Regions from separate parts of the Danio rerio genome. Here region 2 is linked to region 1. Evidence: chromatin contacts called from public HiCAR-type data. All regions are on one chromosome and are shown on one strand. Each heading gives the region's core, a stretch centred on a gene start, on an enhancer-like site or on the middle of the called end of the contact. The rest is flanking DNA. Distances are from core to core; before and after follow the strand shown. Region 1 holds the start of ramp1 (receptor activity modifying protein 1). Region 2 holds the start of epb41l5 (erythrocyte membrane protein band 4.1 like 5).

The links. HiCAR-type assays count read pairs that join an accessible place to other places.
Region 2: a HiCAR-type map of caudal fin shows a contact between it and region 1, with 3 times the contacts expected there. The contact joins the promoter of epb41l5 here to the promoter of ramp1 in region 1. A contact is called at or near these places in 2 of 4 datasets of contacts at active chromatin or transcription factors (caudal fin and embryo).

Annotation. Positions count from the first base shown.
Region 1 is chr9:30,535,988-30,542,189 of GRCz12tu, reverse strand. It overlaps ramp1 (receptor activity modifying protein 1), which reads left to right and starts at 2,941. Exons shown (of 3, transcript NM_001002693.2): 1 at 2,941-3,304. The coding sequence starts at 3,259. It overlaps LOC141376144 (a long non-coding RNA gene), which reads right to left and starts at 1,484. Exons shown (of 2, transcript XR_012385452.1): 1 at 482-1,484; 2 at 1-368.
Region 2 is chr9:30,608,411-30,614,612 of GRCz12tu, reverse strand. It overlaps epb41l5 (erythrocyte membrane protein band 4.1 like 5), which reads left to right and starts at 3,611. Exons shown (of 26, transcript NM_200089.2): 1 at 3,611-3,745; 2 at 4,874-5,078. The coding sequence starts at 4,899. It overlaps ptpn4a (protein tyrosine phosphatase non-receptor type 4a), which reads left to right. Exons shown (of 26, transcript NM_001007200.1): 26 at 45-137. The coding sequence ends at 137.

The DNA of each region.
Region 1 (6,202 bases), core at 1,692-4,191:
AGTTAACTCAAATTTACTGAAAGTTAATTCTACTCATTTTAAAAGAGTTTTGAACTGTTGAAGGTAATGAGTTAATTAAATACCTCATTACGTCTACTTAAATAGAGTAAGTTTATGCAAGGTACTTCTATATAGATTAGTTTTTTAAAACTTAAATGGTTTGTTTCAATCAGTTTCCTTAAACAGTTTGAGTTGGCATAATTTGGGTTTTACAGTACTCAGTTGGTTTAAGTTCTCTTCATTTATTGGGTTTTACTGTGCTCAAATTGCTTTGTTTACTCAAATGGACTAAGTTCAAAGTACTCATTAAGATTAGTTTTTAAACTTAAATGGTTTGTTGCTATCAGTTTTCTCAAATGGTTTGTTACCTTAACTTTTTGGGTTTTACTGTGTATTGAGTTATATTGAACTTTTATACCAATCATTTTTAAACCGTATTAGTGTAATAAGTGTGGTCAGGCAGAAAAAAAAATTGATGCACATTTATACAACAAGCAACAGCAAATTGTGCACAAAATAATCATGAAAATTGAGTGTCAAGGATTGTAGAAGCCAACTATTAATGCTCCCTGAACATAAACGTGATGCTGTCATTTCCTTTAACCCAGAGGTGCCACTTACTCAGGTAAAACTAAAAATTATTCAAGTCTTTATGAGTGAATGTATTTATCATTGGGTAATTGTGGTTGTTCGTTTCCCCTCACAGGGAGGATGAAATGTCCAGTGTGGCAGCAGGTGGAGCCAGAGAGCTTCACCAGTCGGATAGGATCACGCTCGGGTCCTCAGGCTTGTATACAAAATTGGAAGCTCACATAGTGGCAAACACACAGGGTAATATTTCCCACCATAAAGTAGGAAATTTATTTGACAACAGTAGTATTTGTAAAAAAACTACAGTATCAAAAAAAAAATCTAGTAAATTACTATTTAAAGCAGGGGGGCCAAAACCAAATATAATTGGGCTATAAAGTTACTATTGCTAATTTATTTCATAATTTTTAAAAAATATAATTTTTTTCTTAAAATCCTAGTAGCTAAAGCAGTATAATTTGATTAAAATGGAAAATACAGTCACATTTTTTATAGCACAGTGGAGTTCAATGCTGAGTACACTAGTCAAGCAATATCAGCTTTTGTTCCCATTTGCTCACTGATTTCTCTGCATTGTGCCCAATCCATCGGGTGACAGTATGTGCATTTAAAAAAAATCTAATTCATTCAACTGAAACATGTAATTTCCATTTGTTTTTTGGGGGGCTTAGCAACAAAACAAACAAACAAAAAGTTAGATTAAGTAGAAATGACAGTCTATAAACCATGCTCATCATTCTCATTCTCTTGTCAGATGGGATGGTGGGCCAAATTAAAGGTTACCATGGCCCTATTTTGAACATTTTTGGATTAAAGGATTTGTATAACATTTCTAAAGGACATATTTTGTTGTTGTTATTGCTAGTCACTGAATTAAAAACTTGATTAAGACCCTTAAGCAGGTCGCACACCATAAGCGCCGCTCGGCGCCGCGACACGGCGCGTACATGACAGTTTAAAGTATCACACACCAGACGCGCACATTCGAATGATATTTAACATGAAACTAATCAGATGGCGCTCTGTGGCGCGGCTGAAAAATGAACTGCGTCCTGAGCCGTCGCCGGGCGCCGCCGACAGCCGCCGACTTGCGGCGCCGGTGTGTGTATCCTGATAGAAACCTATGTTTAGAATTCTAAAATACATGGCGCTGCGTGGCGCTTCTGGTGTGCGACCTGCTTTAGGACGCAGTTCATTTTTCAGCCGCGCCACAGAGCGCCATCTGATTAGTTTCATGTTAAATATCATTCGAATGTGCGCGTCTGGTGTGCGATACTTTAATCTGTCATGTACGCGCCGTGTCGCGGCGCCGAGTGGCGCTTCTGGTGTGCGACCTGCTTTAGATGAATAGTTTTCACCCATTGATGGATAAATGGTTTAATTACAATTCATTATGAATATTGGAACAATTACACACATTAAAGTATTCCAACTGCTTTTAGATTACTTTTGGCCTAACTCATTTATTTAATAGATTTGAATGGAATTATTATTGGGTACTGTATTTTCTTGTCGTGCTTGAATTGAGTATTAGGTTGAACTATTTCAATAATTTTATCATGTAGTTAAAAAGGCAACTGATTATGAACTTTTTTTGATGCACAATCGAACTAAAATATGTATTTTTCTAGGTCTGATTATACGCTTAAGATTACATATAAGCATATAACCCAATCCTACGTAACCTAATTTTTGACTTCTGTGTAAAATATCAACAACTCATAATAAACCTACCAAATATGTATTAGAACCACAGGGTTAACTTAGAAACGTTTTGTCACAAATCTTAAATTTGTAATTTTTTATAAATTTATTGTGCAATGCTAAAGCCCCACTAAGAAAATTCCATTCGTTTTTCTGCTACTTAATTCTAGCAGCACTGCTGCTGATGCTTTAATGATCAGACCAACTAATCATTTTGGCAAATGCACCTGTAATTCAGATTATGACCACAGATGGCGTATCATCTCACGTTTACTGGGGCTGGTTTCCTAAATTACGAATTTACATTTGGACATAAAAATTTGCACCAGTAAGCTACACAGAAAGTTTCGAGTCGAATTTCTTTTGTGTTATTTATTTATTAATAGCATTGGGTGTATTCACTATTTATAAATTGCAAATGAAGAAGACGGGAGTAAAATTGGAAGAAACAAAATGAACACTAAAACCTTGCATGATATTGGGGCTGCAAATGTTTCCTTTTCATTAACCGCAGAGTGAATCGTAGTGGTTTCCTCACTTCTGCAATCAATTAGTTTGATGTTTATTATTAGCTAGCATAAGTTGATGAGCAGTGAGGGAGGCGCTTCTCGTATAATGTTCCCACAAGCGCAGCTCGCATCTTTCAGTAGACGCGCCGCCACCGCGCGCCCGACCAACCACGAGAACTACTGAGCGCGCGCTCCAGCTGACCCGAGACCCGCTTCAGACAGGTGCTCGTTTGGGCTTATTTTGACGCTAAAGCAGTACTTTATGAAACACAGGGCATGCTGGCTGAGTGGAATAGAGGATTTCTTCCTTCCTTCAACGTCTTCAGTGCAGAACCAGCGCTGAATGAAACTGTATGAACAATTAGCTGACAGACGCTCAGATGTGTCTAGCTGTGAAGGAATAGCGACGATTAACCGACCAACAAAAAAAACTTGTGTTTGACATTGACGCGTCATGGCATCAGTGTCGTGGAGACACGCGCTTTTCGTCTTGGTAGCTGGTAAGTTAAACTGGTTTGTCCTGTTTGTTGCCTGCATTCCTGCCTATTATGCATGTTATTAAATTCCATGAAGGCTAGAAAATACAAAAAAAAAGTAGAAAAAGCTGAAACAAATGAGAAAGTATTATGTAGTTTGAAGGACTAGCGCTAGTCACTGTGGATATTCCTCAGCAAATGTTAACACAATTAAGCAAATATTGACTGTTTTTTATTTATTTTATTTATTTATTGTTCAACCGTAAATAACATTGAACTTTGTTGTAGTTGTCATTTTAACACTTAACTAAACGCTTAACTAAACGATTAAACTATAATAAAGCATGAGTTTGTATTTATAGAACCAAATATTTTGGAAAACGTTTTATTTAGTGCCTTATGAAAATTAACCATTGGTTTACTACGAATAAAACTAAAAATTAAAAATGTTAATTAAACTGTAGCTGCAGTGAAACTAATTATATATAATGTGGTTATGCCAAAAAACAGGTTAGCTACACACTAGTACTATAATAAAAATATGGCTTGGTTTCTTAAGCAGTTGGTTTTCAAATATATTTGTAGCATTATTAATTAACAGTATTTGCTGTAAGAATATTGTTTATTATGCTGATATTATATGTTGCACCATTGTTGTTCATTTATTTTTTACTGTTTAAATGTCTAAAAAACTAATTTTTATATAAATATATTTTGATTTTGGGTACTACGCACAGTTGTAAGCACTGAAAGTGTTGACAGAAAACATATAAAACTATGAATTAATTTGATCGCCACTGTAATGCTTTTTTGGTAAAAAAAAAACACAAATGCTCTGACCCCGGTATTTTTCACAATACACAGGGGTTGAAAATTTTGCATAAAGACATAAATTCATAAGTGACAAGCCCTCCCACGTATGGGTCAATTATCTAATTTTCTAATTAATAATGCATGGCAACCTCCTCCTGTTGGAAAGAATTCATTTCACACTTACCTTAACAAGCTGCCTGAGCTGTGCCGAGCATGACTAACAAGCAGCTCTCTGCTTTCCTTGATTTTCTGTCACCATTCAATTGGGACCGCTATATTACTCGCCAAAGCTTCATGCCATACTTTTGTGGAAGAATGTCTATTAAGAATTTCAATGCAACTGCAAGCGATTTGTTGACATGAACTGACCTGACAGTGAGAAATATGACATTTTCTTGTTTGTGACAGTAACAAACATCCGTTTGGGTGACAAAAAAGGAAACAGGGTGCTAATGGATTCACACAAGAGAAAGGCATTATGCTCACGCAACTGCAGAAAAAAAATGCAATCAGCCTGTAAAAATCTGTGACTCTTGGATAAACACTTCTGCTCCAGTTAAGCTCACTGCAGTGAGTGCGCTATAAAATATGTAGATTTAGCAGGGGAATCTTCTGACTTTGAAACTCTGAGGAAGTGAACTCAGGATGAGTGTCTGTTAACCATGGCCAGGTCTGAAATGAAGCGTGTTTTATGCTTTGCGAAAAGATGTGAACAAAAACTTTGATATGCATTTCAAAATAGGTCACAATGCCATATGTTGTATTCCAACTGCACTGCATTGTTCAGTGTTGCTTCAAATGACTCTAAACAAAAGGTTAAAAGGTGCTGTAGTGTAAACTCTGTTTTCTATGGTCAGGTTTGTCTTACAAATGTGTTGTGCCAAAGACAACTCAATTTCTTTATCGAAACATAAAGCTAGTTAATCTACCTGCATTAATGTAGTAGCTATCTGACTATCCAGACATTTACCTGACCTGTTCTTGTTTTATTGGATTTTATTTTCACTTTTTTCTGTTCTTTTTGATTTTCACTTGGCCTTCCCTTTTATACTTTGGCTTTCTTTTATATTACCTTTCCATTTCCCGTGCTTTCCTTTTTTATATATGTTTAGGATATTTGAAGTTTTGATGCTTCCTTTTTTCCTTGTTTATTTTCTTTTCTTTTCTGTTTTGAAATCTGAAACCAGCAGAAAAAAAATTGAAGGAAAATGACAGAAAGCGGTATAAACAAAGAAAAAATGGAAGCATATGTAACTTTAAAAATCTAAAATATAAAAAAAGAAAAGAGGAAAGAACAGGAAAAGGAAAGGTAATATAAAAGAAAACCAAATTGTAAAATGGATAAATATATTTTTCTTTTTTTTTCTGCTGGTTTCCCTTTTATTATTTGGCTTACTTTTATATTACCTTTCCTTTTTCCGTTCTTTTTTCTTTGTTTCTCACTTTTTGTCCTTTTCCTCAAATTTATTTTCTGCTGGTTTCAGGTTTTGTTTTTACTTTTTCTCTTTTCTATTCTTTTGATTTTCTTTCTCTTTGGTTTTTTACATTTCCTTTGTTCCTTTTCTAGTTTTATATATTTTTCCCTTTTCTTTCCTTTTTTTTAGCTTGTTTATCTTCCTTCCTATTTCTTTTATTTTATTTTTCTTGTTTCAGGTTTTGTTTTTCTCTTTTCACTTTCCTTTACAGGTTATATTATGCTTTCCTGTTTACATTGGCTTCCTTTTACAGTATATGTTCTTCTTTCCTTGCTTTACCCTTCATTCATTAATTCATTCATTTTTTTCGGCTTAGTCCCTGCAACCTTTCACTGGAAAACATCCATACACACATTCACACACATGCACTTACCCCAATTATCCCAATTTGCCTATACCGCATGTCTTTGTATTTGTGGGGAAAACCGGAGCACCCGGAGGAAAACAACGCAAACACGGGAGAACATGCAAACTCCACACATAAATGCCCACTGACCCAGCCGAGGCTTGAACCAGCGGCCTTCTTGCTGTGAGGCGACAGCGCTACCCACTGCGCCACTGTTCTGCCCTCCTTTCCCTTTAATGTTTCATATTTTTTCCCATTTACTTTTTTTTCTTTATTTAATTAGTTTAT
Region 2 (6,202 bases), core at 2,362-4,861, 72 kb before region 1:
GACTGACACGTCTAACATCTACTTGTGTTCTTCTGCCTCCTCAGAGCCAGTTCAAGTTTGTGTGCGAGGCCATACTGAAAGTTTACGAGGAGGGCCTGGTCAAACCGCTCAAGTCCATTCTGTACGAATCCAACTAATGCCCTGCCAGCTTTCCCCTCCAAAATCATGCTGAAATTCACTGACAGGACCTTGTCCTCCTCTGTGACGGAGTGATGGACAAGAGTCAGAAGCCAGGAACACAGGACATAAACCAAGCACTGCTGCACTTTAGGCCGGCAAAGGGACTTTATGCCAGGCTTCAATGAGAGGAGGAAGAACGGACAGAACAAAATGGTGAAATAGGTACTTGTCGGGACTGGAGTGTTCAGGGTTTTGACAAATACATGTTAATAAAAATGAATATAGTAGATTGCTGGTGCCATATGTAAGTGTGTAAGGGCAGGCCCGTGAATGAATGAGTGTTTTTATATGTGGTCACCTATTATTTGAGACAAACACCACCCATGAAATGATTCACACCCTGGCCTGTGCTGCAGATGAACATTTGTGTTTTTTTATTAAGAGTATTTATTTAGTTTTAATTTTTGAGCCCTGCTCCTTCAGCGTAACTACTTACCCATCAAACTGGTGTTTCATGATGATTTTGTTTGGTTTGTTTTCTTTCAACTGTTTTATTTATATTGCTGTCAAACTTCAGTGCTATCAACAGAGACTGAAGCGCTTTGCATAACAGATTCAATGCAAAATATCAGTTCAGTCTCTTAAAGGATTCATCTAAAAATGAAAGTATTGTGATTTATTTACTCATCTGTATGTCTGTCCAAACCCATATGATGTTCTTTTGTCGATTGAACATAAAAGGAGATGTTTTGAAAAATGTTAATTCTGCTCATTTGCATTCAGTGAAAGCCTGCAACTTAATAGCAACATACCTTACTACACTTTTTTAAAGCCAAACAATAGCTTTGAGTGAGAAAAAGACTGACATTGAATTTTAATTACTGGAAATATTCCTCCCATTTGCTTATAAAATGTAAGAAACTGTGTGTAAAATATAAATTCAAAGCCACAAACTCGACATTAAATTTAAATATGGAATATAATTGTTTCAAAAACAGATATTAGATCAGTCCAAATGCAGACGTTCCCCTAAAAATGAACTCTGCGAGCCTTTAAAATGAGTTAAAGGGTGTTAATGTCCTCTGTAGGTGATGTAATGTTTATATGTTGCAAATTAGAACTGCTTCTTGTGTTGTTTTAAATGAATGTTACACACCTCAGTGTGGCAAAAGCATTAGTGTGTTGGAGTTCATGGTTGACCTGTTTGTTTCTTACAGCAGACTGCGCATTGCAGAATATCCCCCTAACATTAGCACGTGGAGAGTGTGTCCAGTATGTGTTATTACTGTATGTTTCTGCCGTCTGTATGTGTGTGTTTTTTTTTTAAATAATGGCCTGGTTTAACACATCTGGTTCATTCATCTGATTATATTTCATTTATTTAATTGAGCCCTAGTTTTTCGATCACATGTTTAGAATCCATTGAATCCAGCATTTGCATCTATTTTGACAAAATAACATTGGTTTCTCGTGATAAGATGTTGCTGTTTTAAGACATTTTAATCATAACGCTCTCGAATGAAATGTGTGATGCATTGTCCGGTTTAACAGGTTATCTCTAGTTACATGCAGAGCTGAATTTGTCCATACATGTAGTTTTTCTAAGGTACTATCTATTTTTACAGTCAGTCATTTGTCATTTTTGTTGTGATCACACTTGCTGGAGAACCTTGGTTTTAGGACCAAATAATGTGTTTCTATGCTCAACATGTTACAGGTTACACCAAAAGACATTCAATACAGGATTACAACATGCAATTTGGGAGAAAATACAGGCCCTCTACCTTGTGGGAAAGACAGCACTTTTTCAACAAAAGATGTACAACTGTAGACTGGTGTTAACGTTTTATTTGCTGAAAATAACAGGAAGGTCAAGTTTGTGCCACTTGTCCATTTTTATGAAAATATTATAGTGTACATACAAGGTTGTATATTAAAAAGAAACTCTTTTAAATAAAAATAAGTTGTGTGATATGGGTTGGTTTGTGTAAGGATGTGTTGAGATTTGTGTGCATGGTTACATTGAGTGATTTAATTACTTCCTTCAAGATCTTGACACGATCTTTTGTGAGGATACAGCAGTTTGACGTCTTCAGTTACCAGTTGGTGGTGCTGTTGGAAAAAAATATATGCTGCACACCTTTACCTGACTGAGCTATGTTGTAACTAGAAAGTTTGTTTATTTGTTTAGTTGAGTCTTGAGTTTAGATTTACACTTGCTTTTTTATTATTTGACATGTTTTAAATATACATACAACAACCATTTGCTGTTAAAAGTTTTTTTCATTTTGAAATGCCTGCAAATTATATTTTAGTTTTAGGGTTTGTTGATTTTAAGTAAACATTTTCAAACTGGTTTAAGCTTTTGAGACTAATCAATACCTACATTCAATATTTAAATGTTATAATACTTAGTTATAAAATTGACATGATTCTGAATGATTAATTTCTTATATCACTAACAACATCAAAGAAGGTAGAATTGGTAATGCAAATAAATACCATAGTGTGTTAATTTGGTCATCCATTGAGCAACTCCAGCATTATGAATGTGACATTTGCAGTAAAAACTCAAAACGTCAGTTCACATAAAAAGTATATGTTAACATTATATTGAACAATTTGTTTATATTTTCCAGAACAACTGACCACAGAGTTATAAGATCAGAAAAATATCAATCTGTAAACATGTTCTTTAAATAAGGAAAATAAACATGCGTTGTGGATGTGACCAAAAAAAGTTTGCAGTATACAACATAAAATTTCTGTGAATTGAACTGCACAAGCCAAAAGTGATACTGACAATCAAAAGGATAAGAGTTGGTTCTCTGTAGAAAAAACATGATTGATTTTATTTAATATTTTACATATATGAGGAAAAAAAGTGTCATGGATGACTTCTCTCCGTTATGGATGTGTCGGATCATGTGAAATTGGCACTTGTGTGACTTTGATAAATCAAATATAATAGCTCGAAAACACTGACAGAAACATTTTTGAGTATTTCTAAAGTACTGTGAAATACTTGCTTTCATAAAAAACTGAAAGGGTTTCAATATTTTAGAAAACTTAATTCATTTCATGGCAAGGTTGACATTTGCATGGAATTGCTCCATTACCATTTCATTAAGATTGCGTTCAGAAGTTTATTTTGATTTCTGTCACTCATTTTGTATTTACTGTCTATGAAACTGGATTGAGATGTCAAACTGGATTCTTCATGATATTTATTTGGTAACTTTTTTTATTTGGCCTTTCAGACATACACGCCTTGGGTGATTACAGTTTAAAAAAAACACACACTATTTATTTATTTTCTTACATTTCGTTGTAAGAACGTACTTAATGTAAGCATTGAAAGCATCCAGTCCATTCTCACCTCGCACCGGCCCTTTAAATGTAAATCCACTTTTGGGGATTTACGTGACGTCATTTCCTGAGGGAAAACAGCCACCCCACTATCTTTCGGACAGGGAGAATATCTGTTACACTCGTCTCAAACAAAAATACGGCGACTGAAGCACGCTGCGGCGTAGAAGATGGAGATTTCTAAACACAAAGTGTTTTACTGACAAAAGCCGCTGCTTGAGGAGCGTTTGACCGGCGGGATATTCGTCAATCTGCAGTGAGTGTCGCTTTTGTCTCTGGGCTGAAGATCAACAAGTGGATTCGCACAGTGCGCGCGAGGACGGCTCGAGTCGGTCATCACTGAGGTGGACGCGCTTTATCTCGGGACAAAATTTGATTTATCTCTGGTCGTGGTTGTATTATGATTTCTGGCTCCTCGTATCATTAAATAACTACCCGATGTATTGCTCCGCCATTGAATATAAGTTATACGTAGTTTATTCTTGAGCTAACAGGTGTCAGTGGAGTTCAGTCAGTAAGCGCGTGATCGTGAGAAGAATGAAACCGTTTAGATTTTGCGCGTTCACGCCTGACAACAGCGTTATGACTTTTGTACGATGTTTTCAGATTATTTGCCGTTTTTTGTTTATTGATTTGATGTATTTTCAATTAATATAACTTGTTAACAATAATTTGCAACAAAACACAACGAAACGCTAACGTTACATGTTTACCTGAGGCGTAGTACAGTAACACGTCATAGTAAGTTAACTTATTTAAGCAGAAAGAAAACATAAAGGTAACTTTCTTAAATATTAACGTTGCAGTTTGTTAAACTATATTAATAGTTATAGATTTAGACAATTTTTCCCGCATAAAATTGTTTTATAGAATTTGGACCAAAATGTTGTTAGGAGGACATTCATGTTTTGACTTTGACTGATGTTTTTTCTTGTTTTTCTTGTCTTATTTCAGATGTCATTTACATAATAGTAGCTAGAATTGTTTAACAAAAACTTAGGTAAATGTTCAAAAAAGGTGCCAGTCTGTGCTTTTATTATGACATGACTATATGGCAAGACAGCACAAATAAACTAGTTAAAGGAGTAGTTTACCTCAAGGTGAAAATGTTCTTCAAGACTATTAGGAGTTTATTTTTTTCTGTTGAACACAAAGGCCTTCATTCTGAAGAATTTTTTTTAAACTTGGGCCATTGACAGTAGTGTGGAGGGAAAAAGCTATGAAAGTCAATGACAACCAGTTTCAAACATTCTTCAAAATAAAATCTTTTTTGTTTAACATAAAAAGAAATTTAAACAGTTTAGGGGTGAGAAAATGACAACATCACTTTCGCTTTAAGTTATACTATCCATTTAAATGGATATGGATATGATCTTTGTTTCAGACTGGACTAACAGATCTTCCTAAACATGTTGAGCTTCCTACGCCGGACTCTGGGCAGGCGGTCCATCCGCAAACATGCTGAGAAAGCTCGACTCAGGGAAGCCCAGCGAGCCACAACACACATCCCAGCTGCTGGAGATGCCAAGTCCATCATCACCTGTCGAGTGTCTTTGTTAGACGGCACAGATGTCAGTGTTGACCTGCCGGTGAGTTGAATAAACTTTCTTCATAACCAAATCTGCTTGTTCAGCGTCTTGTCAGTTGTTGTTGTGGTTGAATTGTGAAAAAAATCTAAATGCGTTTCACAAAGATGATCTCAACTGAAGTTCAAGGCTGAATCCCAGACATCAGCTTTCAGCCTGTGCTCGGACAGAAACTTGTCCTTGCCTACCGAGTCACATGGATACTCTATTAGGGCAGAGAGAATGCTCTCCATTGTGTTCTTATTACATAATCCTGGGAGAAAACCTGAGCATGCAGTGAGTGAGTGAGTGGTGGTGACTAGAGGTGTAATTAATTGGCATATGTAACTTGCTCAGTTTGAAAAGGCTTTGTCAATTTTAACTACCTTGACTTAAACTGATCAGATTGGGAAATCATAAGAAGCTGTCATGATCAAAACATATGAGTCAGACATTCAAATGAAACCTGTTTTTGCTATAACACATGTACATTATTATTTATTTCTTTACCATTTTACAACCTCAGTCTAAGTTGTACTAGGGCTGCACCTAGGGCCGGAAAATACTGCAAACAAAATATCACGATATCATGTTTCATATCATTTGGTATCAATCATTATTGCATTTTTACAGTACATTTAGGAATATTATGATTTTTTAAATTAACTTTCTTTTAATATAACCACCTTATTTTAATTGACCAACATTACTACTTTAATTTACAACATTACTAGTTTATCTACATTACACAACTTTAACACATAAGTGTTTAAAGAGAGTCTCAAACTTGATAATTGTAATGTTACAATGTGTGTGCAATGGTAAAGTGTGAACGCTGAACAAAGCAAACTTTAAGATGTCAACAATAATGATACAGTAAATTTTAAACTCTGTAAACAAAGCTAACTATGAAAATCGCATCTGAGCTTTCAAGTAAAGTATCCAGCCATCAATACTTTACTTTTTGGGTTTATGGGTAAACTTTGCAATTACCCGACAATCGTGTGTGTGTGTTTTTTTTTTTTAACTCCTACTCAACTGTGATCCTGATTTTACGTTGCAGATCCTGCGATGTGACTTGTGGATGTGCACATTGCGATATCGATGCTGAAATTATATTGTGCAGCCCTAATTTGTACCATTAAACA